Linked DNA regions of Capsicum annuum: region 1 is linked to region 2. The links are chromatin contacts, called in public Hi-C maps. All regions are on one chromosome and are shown on one strand. The core of a region is the stretch at or near the end of the contact, and the rest is flanking DNA. Distances in the headings are between cores, read along the strand shown.

The links. Hi-C and Micro-C count contacts between places; a contact is called where the count stands out from the background.
Region 1: a contact with region 2 is called in a Hi-C map of leaf, with 4 times the contacts expected there. The contact joins the promoter of LOC107871342 here to the promoter of LOC107871339 in region 2. A contact is called at or near these places in 4 of 5 Hi-C or Micro-C datasets (bud, leaf and placenta).

What each region holds. Positions count from the first base shown.
Region 1 is chr5:218,985,559-218,990,097 of UCD10Xv1.1, forward strand. It overlaps LOC107871342 (ABC transporter G family member 6), which reads left to right and starts at 1,905. Exons shown (of 2, transcript XM_016718249.2): 1 at 1,905-2,955; 2 at 3,667-4,539. The coding sequence starts at 2,212.
Region 2 is chr5:218,806,851-218,811,640 of UCD10Xv1.1, forward strand. LOC107871339 (probable receptor-like protein kinase At5g59700) reads left to right here and starts at 2,645. Exons shown (of 1, transcript XM_016718245.2): 1 at 2,645-4,790. The coding sequence starts at 3,324.

The DNA of each region.
Region 1 (4,539 bases), core at 655-3,154, 180 kb after region 2:
AATTTGATAGAGTTTGTTTTCAACAAACCAACTCAAAATGAATATTTAGAATTTAAAATTTATGAATTTTTATATTATCAAATTCAAATTGATATTATAATAACCAATGTCATAATTTAACATTTGTGATAGAAATGCAAAACTTCAAATTCATTTAAATAGCATGATAAAACTTTCTTTGGGGGGCCCTACATAATTAGTAATTTTTGTATAAATAATAAGCTTGTGCTATTAACCACAGAATTAACCCACTTCTAATCTATATTTACATAGTAATATGATATATTAAAATATACAATAAAGAGCTATTACATATACTATTAACAAATTGGAAAAACTTTCTAAACTCTTATTTGTTAACTAAGAATTAACAAATTGAATTACACATTTTTCAAGAGCACTTATTTTGGATAATGTTATCCAAAAAGTGAAAAAAAAAAAAAAAAAAAAATTTTTTTTGTAAGAAGCTATTTTTTTGTTCAACTTTTGTTTAAAAGCTCAAAAATAGTATCATCTAGTATTCAAAATAATTTATTCCTTGATCACAAGTTGACTAGAATATCACCATCATAAATAAATGTATAAATAAAAAACGAGATAAGTATCCAGTACCCTCTTGAACTATGATCAAAGTTGCTACGACATCCTCCAACTTTACAGGGGTCCTATTATCCCCTGAGCTCAATTTTAACATATTTTTATCACCCTTTTATGCTGTGTGGTACCTTTATTACATAAAATGGAGCCTACGTCAAAGGTGTCACGTCAGCACAAAAGGGTGACAAAAATAAGCTAAAATTGAATTTAAGAGGTTAATAGGACCCTCGTAAAGTTTCAGTGTATCGTAGCACGTCAACACAAAAGGGTGAAAAAAATGCTAAAATTGAGTTCAAAGGTAATAGCACTCCTGTAAAGTTGGAATATATCGTAACAAATTTGTTCATAATTATTCGAAGTCAGTAGATGCTCTACTCATAAAAAAATCTAACTTCATGCATCAATTGTGGGCTTATATATCTAGTAAACTAAAGCAAAGACTTCATATATGAGAAATTGAATATTCAAATATTATTTAGATAACCCATATGATTGTATCATCTTTAATTTATTATTCATGCCCTCATTTCTCCACCACAATATAACTATTTTTTTGGCAAAACAGTAGATAACCATCCATACCTACTACCATATTATGACACAAGAAAAATAGAACACCCTTTGTATTCTTTGTGTCCAAACTTCCACCAATCACATTCTGACACGTGTGTACCCCACCCCCAACCCACCACCTAGGAGAAAAAAAAAAACTTGTATAGATGAAAGAATTAGGAGATTTAGGTCACCTTACTACTTGTCTCAACTCCATTGCCCTTACCACAATTCAACTATAAACAAATTTTAGGACACCCCCCACCCAACCCCCCAAAACAAAAAAAAATGATATGAATTAACTATATACCATGTATAATCATTTATTAGTAATATTTACATATAGTCATATTTAACAAACATAGGATATACTATTCACATTACTAATTTTTTAAAAAAAATATATTTTATATTTTAGAAGAGAAAAAAAGTTATTTAATATATAATTTTTTACACATCTACCATGTTCAAATAGTGGAATAGCAATCAAATGAGATGTTTATATACTTTAATGATTAAGATTACTAAATATTTTTCTTAAAGAACACAAAAAACATAAAAAGAAAAAAAAAAAAAGATAATTGGACCAAAATATAGTCCTTCTATTAAAAGCTAACACTCCTACCCCACCATGACACATATAGTAAATGTGTAGCATGAAACATTAATTAAATATAATATAAAAATTATAAATCTTAGTCTCTATATATATAGCTATACATTAAGATAACAATCAATATTCCAACTCTTTTGCTTTTCTTGTAGAGAATTACAAAGAGTTTTTAATATTTGTGGGGACTTTGAATATTGTTTTGGACAATCTATTGAGTCTTTTTTTCACACACTATTTGCTTACCTACTTTCAATCTACTACAAAGTTTCAAAAAAGAAAAAAAAATACATTATATATCAATCACATTACCATAAATTCACTCAAAATTCATCTCATTTTTTGCCAATTGTTCTAATGTTCTCTCCATAAACATACACCAAAATCTCGAATTTTCGATTGAATAATTCGTCGTTCAAAAATTCTTTATACTGTCAGTGTGGTGACGAGTAATGTCGAAAATAGTAGCGGAGAATATGTTGCAAGGTGGAGAAAGTGGACAATTTTATGATCATCAAAGAGTACAACAACAATCCATGCAAATGTCGCAAGCTAGCGCGTACTCTTCACCCACCTTAGGTCAAATGCTAAAGCGCGTGGGCGACGTAAGAAAAGAAGTCACCGGCGATGAAACTCCGGTGCATCGGATTCTCGATATGAGTGAAACTTCAAGCATGTCCCAACATTCTCTCCCTTTTATACTCTCATTCAACAACCTCACCTATAGAGTAAAAACTCGCCGGAAAATGACTTTTCCGGCTATTCTCCGGCGACCACCTGTCACCGAGGATGATCCCATCCCCGGAGAAAATCTTTTCACGAGGACTAAAGTCCTCCTGAATGATATCTCTGGGGAGGCTAGGGACGGCGAGATAGTCGCCGTCCTAGGAGCATCAGGATCAGGAAAATCGACCCTGATAGATGGACTCGCTAATAGGATAGCGAAGGAGAGCCTTGGAGGAACGATAACATTAAATGGCGAACCGCTCGATTCGAGATTATTAAAAGTAATATCAGCATACGTCATGCAAGATGATCTTTTATATCCTATGTTAACAGTTGAAGAGACATTAATGTTTGCAGCTGAATTTAGATTGCCTCGTACTTTGTCAAAATCAAAGAAGAAATTGAGAGTACAAGCTTTGATTGATCAATTGGGACTACGTAATGCTGCAAAAACTATCATTGGTGATGAGGTACGTACTACGACTCTGTTTACTATTCTTTGTCTTGAGCCGAGGGTATATCGGAAACAACCTCTCTACTTCTCCGGAGGTAGTGGTATGGACTGCGTACATTTTATGCTCTCCAAACCCCCACTATGTGGGAATACACTAGGTTTATTGTTGTTGTATTCTTCGTCCTTTGTCAGCATTAATACATTAATACATACATATATATATATATATATATATATATACCCCTTCGGCGAAAAACTATACTATTTATACATGATTTAATTTTTTTTTATGTGTATACAATTTGTTCCTATGTTTATTTCTGAACCCCCTTAGTGAAAATCCTGGCTCCGCTATTGTGTGTGTGTTCACCTGAAGCATACATTAATGTTTTTTACTTCTTTAGCTTAAGGTTTATATATAAAGTCGTATGTGATATACATTATATATACAGTATAATTTATATGTGTGTGTGTGTGTTCACCTGAGGCATATACTAATGTTTTTTACTTCTTTAGCTTAAGGTTTATGTATAAAGTAGTACGTGATATATGTTATATATACAGTATAATTTTTTATCGATGAACTTTTTGCTAAGGATAGCTTCGCCCCGGAAGACAATATCTGTAACACACTTTTACTGTTTATTATATTTTTCTTGATCCTACGTAAACATGAAATGCTTCGTTGATCATATTTTTGAACATTTAAATTTACTATTTTCAACAGGGTCATCGTGGAGTCTCCGGTGGTGAACGAAGGCGAGTGTCGATAGGAATTGATATTATTCATGACCCCATCATATTGTTTCTTGACGAACCAACTTCAGGTCTTGATTCGACTAGTGCATACATGGTGGTGAAAGTTCTTCAAAGAATTGCTCAGAGTGGAAGTATTGTGATCATGTCAATTCACCAACCAAGTTATCGAATCCTCGGGTTATTGGATCGGATGCTCTTCTTGTCTCGTGGTCAAACGGTCTATAGCGGGTCACCTATGAACCTCCCACATTTCTTTGCTGATTTCGGTCACCCTATACCTGATAGTGAAAATCGAACAGAGTTTGCCCTGGACTTAATTCGCGAGTTAGAAGGATCCCCAGGAGGGACAAAAAGTCTGGTTGAGTTCAACAAAACATGGCAAAATACTAAAAGGAGTAATCAAAATCTCGAAACAGTAACACCTACACATGGTTTGTCATTGAAAGAAGCGATTAGCGCAAGCATTTCTAGAGGTAAATTGGTTTCAGGTACAACAAGTGATATTCATACTAGTCCGGCTTCAATGGTTCCTACTTACGCGAATCCCTTTTGGAAAGAAATGATTGTGTTGTCTCAGAGATCTTTCACGAATTCTTGGAGGGTGCCCGAGCTATTTGGCATCCGGCTAGGGGCTATCGTGGTCACCGGGTTCATCCTAGCTACCATGTTTTGGCAACTTGATGATTCCCCTAAAGGGGTTCAAGAAAGACTCGGTTTCTTTGCATTCGCGATGTCAACAACTTTCTACACTTGCGCGGACGCCTTGCCTGTTTTCCTACAAGAAAGGTACATTTTCATGAGGGAAACCGCTTACAATGCTTATCGAAGATCTTCATATTGT
Region 2 (4,790 bases), core at 1,395-3,894:
TTTTAGGTAATAAGCATGTCATGTCAGCGCAAAAGGATGATAAAAATACGCTACTGTAAAGTTGGAATGTGTCGTAACAACTTTGATCATAATTCCGCAGGAGATTACTGAATGCTTATCTCAAACTTATATAAAGTTGAACCAGTAGAAACATTCATCCTACAAACAACTCACATCTTACGTGGCATGCTACGCGTATTATGCCGCATAGAACGGACATGTCTACTTGTTCAACTTTATGCCACTTTAAGTGTCTGCTTGTGCACGTCAAAGTTGAAAGACATATATATCCAGTGACGGATCCACCTTGTAATCAGTGATTCATCCAAACCCCCTTCGATAAAAAATTAATACTATTTTTATATTATTTTTACACGATCAAAAATATTTTTATGTATATATAATAGATGTTGAACCTCCTTCAACTAGTCCGTATGTTTACTTCTCAACCCCATTCTCACTCCGCCACTGTATATATCGGATGAGACCAACTTAAAAAGTACATTTATGATTATATTTTTATTTATTTAACAAGAAAATAATTCGAACTTAATATTTTCTGAATCCCTTACTTTACATGATATGTAATATATTTTTCGTTAATTTCTTTTAATTATAATACTTTAATGTAATCAATAGAAAGTTAAGTGTCCATCAATAAAACTAATTCCCAAAAATCATTATTGTAGAAGCTACTACAAGGAAACTTCCCTTCCATCAAATCAATTTACTAATAAAGTTAGTTAAGTAGGTGTGAACAATCTATGTCTTTTGACAAATTTATTGTCTGTCCTTTCTCTTTGCACCCCAAAGTGTTCTAGTTGAATTTCGTTCGTCGAAAAATTATATTATATAAATAAAAAAAAATAATATTTATAGTTTTACCTCAAGTTAACATAATAATAATTGATTCATGATTAAATACTGATACATATTTCTTTTTTTTGAAAAAAATAATTTCGTGCAATAAAATTTTTATTATGTTCGAAATTTAGAGAGACCACAAAGATTTATTAATAGATATTTAGAAAAAAAAAATTTAATATAAAGAATCTGAATAAATTTATTGAATTCATATAAATTCACAACCAACATAATAATTATTGAATTCATATAAATTCACAACCAACATAATAAAGTCGTCATTGTTGTTGATACTCCATCCGTTCACTTTTATTTATTCCTAATTTTTTAATTGAATTTTTATTTTTACTTATCATTTTTGACATATATAATTTTTTTTCCTATTTTATCCTTAACATTAATTGTTTTTTCTTCAAATTAATTTCAAGACAGTATGCAAATGCAAACACTATTTAATAGGAATATTATGATAAAATGACCATATTATTAATTATTTTTTTTAATAAATATATCATCTCAATTTATAACTAGTAACACTGAACGGAGAAAGTATAAAGGAAGTTTTCATTGTAGTGACAACGAAAATTCAATAATTATTTTAGATCGTAAATTAAAAAATTTCAAATTGTTAAAATTTTTGACTCTGTTAAAAGTGTAGGAACTACATACACTCTATCATTTACAAATTTACTACATAAAAATATATTAAATATATTATTATTAAAATTTCTGACTCCATCACTATTTTCCGATAGTAATTCTAATATCATTTTCAAAGTCTCACATGTAACATGAGAGTTCCTTATCCTAATAGCTGTTATCCTCAATTACATCTACTAGTCTTTTTCTTTATTTTTTGTAGCTTTGTTCATAATTCTATGCACCAATTTTGTCTTTGACTCTTAATTTATTTTATTATTTTTTAGACCCTTTTAAATTCTTCTTTTGGAATTCTTCAAACACAATTTGCCACATTCAACAAATATCAAAAGATTTTTATTTTATTTAATACTTTTTTGGTTACTTTCACTTTTTTGACTTTTTTTTCTTAAGAGATAATTACACTTTTGGTCCTTCAATTGTTGATAAAATTTAATTATGACCATTGAAATATTTCATAAAACATATTTTAGTTTTAATTAACTTGGATGAAGTAGAGAGGCTATTTCCGATAGATCCCGACTCAGGACAGATAACAATATAATAAACAAAATACAAACAAACATGCATCTACACGCTAATCCTATAGTAACAGATAGAAAAGGATAATAACTAAAACACAACACGCACAAGATGATAGTAAAAAATATCTATTCGAAAAACATAGGTATCACCAATACACCACAAACGTACTCCTGCGCAATAATCCTCTATCAACATCCTCTACACCTGATAGGGTCATATCCTCCGTAAGCTGTAACTGTTCCATGTCATATGTAATCACCTTTCTACAGGCTTACCTCTACCCCGCCTAAAACCATCCATAGCCAGCCTCTCACACCTCCGTACTGGAGCATCTGTGCCCCTCCTCATCATATGCCCGAACCATCATAAGCTCACTTCCCGCATCTTGTCCTCCACCGAAGCCACTTCTATCTTCTCCCGGATAATCTCATTTCTAATGCATCCTAGTGAATGATCCCTTGATATTTGTTAATACCAAATGTTAAATGTGTTTAAACTAGAAACTACAAGGATCAAAAATCCAAATTTGTTGGTACTTGAAGGACTAAAATTGCAATTTCCATACTCTTAAAAATCAGTTGTTAGCTTGTGTTAGAAATGTACAGAAGAGTGGTTATGCATTTCACCATTTTTCCTCCATTCATAAATTAGACTTCAAATTCTTGATGCTAAGTGCCACACAAAGTTGACAACTTCTATTTTTCACTTGCATGAAAGTCTAGTCCATTGGTGTTTTTCTTGATATCACACATATTAAGTTCATTTCAATATTTCAAAGTTTTTTTTTCAATTTCTTGAAAGTTTAGTCCATTTGGTGTTTTTAGAAGTTCTTGATATCACACATATTAAGTTCATTTCAATATTTAAAAGTTTTTTTTGACTTTCTTGAAAGTTTAGTCCATTTGGTGCTTTTGTGGTTCTTGATATCACACATATAAAGTTCATTTCAATATTTCAAAGTTATTTTTGTTTCACTTTCTTGAAAGTTTAGTCCATTTGGTGTTTTTGTGGTTCTTGATATCATACATATTAAGTTCATTCAAGACTCCAAAGTTTTTTTTTTTTTTTCACTTTCTTGAAAGTTTAGTCCATTGGTGTTTTTGTGGTTCATTTTGTCACATATAAGTCTATTTCAATTTTTTTTTTTCACTTTCTTGAATGTTCAATCCATTTAGGGTGGTGGGGTTTTAGTGATATCAAAAATTAAGTATATTTCAAGATTTCATTTTTTTCGATCAATGACTTAAAAATTGAGTCTTTTTTAGATCCTCATCATGGATTTTGCATTACTTCATTTGTTTGTTTTGGTATTGTCTATGTTATGTGTGATTATTTGTTCATTAGAATTTGATCCTGTTGATAATTATCTTATAAATTGTGGTTCCTTTGAAAATACTACTATAGGTAATAGAATTTTCTTAGCTGATAACTTGAATTCTTCTCAAAGGGTATTTGTAAATACAAGTCTAGAGTCCATTCCATCTAGTTATAGTTCAGTTCTTTATCAAACTGCTAGAGTTCTCAATGATACTTCGAAATTCACCTTTTCGATCAAGAAACAAGGGCGCCATTGGATTCGCTTATATTTCTATCCGTTTATGTATGAGAATTACAATTTGAGTTCTGCTAAGTTCAGTGTTTCTGTTGACAACTTTACTTTGATCAAGAAGTTTGAGCCATTGAGTGCTGGTTTAGTAAAGGAGTATACTTTGAACATTACTAGTATTAGTCTTGTTCTTACGTTTACGCCTTTAGCTAGCTCGTTTGCGTTTGTGAACGCGTTGGAAGTTATTTCACTTCCTGATGAGGTTATTCCTGTAGATGTTGGAGCTCATAGTTTGAGCGTAAAAGCGTTAGAAACAGTTGTGAGGGTGAATATGGGGAATGTTTCTGTGTTGCCTCAAAATGATACCTCGTGGCGATATTGGGAACCTGATGGAAGGTACTTAACAGGCACGAATCTTATACAGTTTTTATCGAGGATACAAGATGTGAATTATACACGAGGAGGGCCTTCTCGGAATATTGCCCCTCCATCGGTGTATGGAACTGCCACGAGGCTGCAAGTGGGTGATCCAAACACTTTGGTGAACATCACGTGGTCGTTTGATGTTGATCCCGGCTTTGATTATTTCATCAGGTTCCACTTTTGTGACATAGTAACTGGCCACAATGATCCAAACAAAGTAGGGGATGACCATGAGCTGTTGTTCAATGTCTTGATCAATTCCCAAACCGCTTCGAGGAATCTTGATCTTAGAAACAGGACATCGAATGTCCTTGGTGCTCCGTATTACATGGATGTTGTCAAAAGATTACAGAACATTCACAGAATTAGCATTGGCATTGGTCCAACAGATATAGGTAGTGCATATCCAGACGGCCTCCTGAATGGTCTCGAGATCATGAAAATAAGCAATTTCAAGGGAAGTCTTGATGCCTCAGACGCTGAGATTCAGTCCTCGGTGCCTACTTCAAAGAAGACTAGAACATGGTTGATCCTTGGATCAACTATTGGAGGATCGATCATTTGTGTCGTTTTGGTTGTGGTGTCTATTCTCTTTTGCAGAAGTAGAATACGGACAGCGGTTGATGAGTCGACAGGGGAAAATCATACAGCAGTTGGAGCCAAAGAAGCATCTGTCATTTCCAAGTTGAATATGGGGTACCAGTTCCCTCTTGTAGCAGTTCAGGAAGCAACCGACAACTTTAGTGAAAGCATGATCATAGGCTTTGGTGGC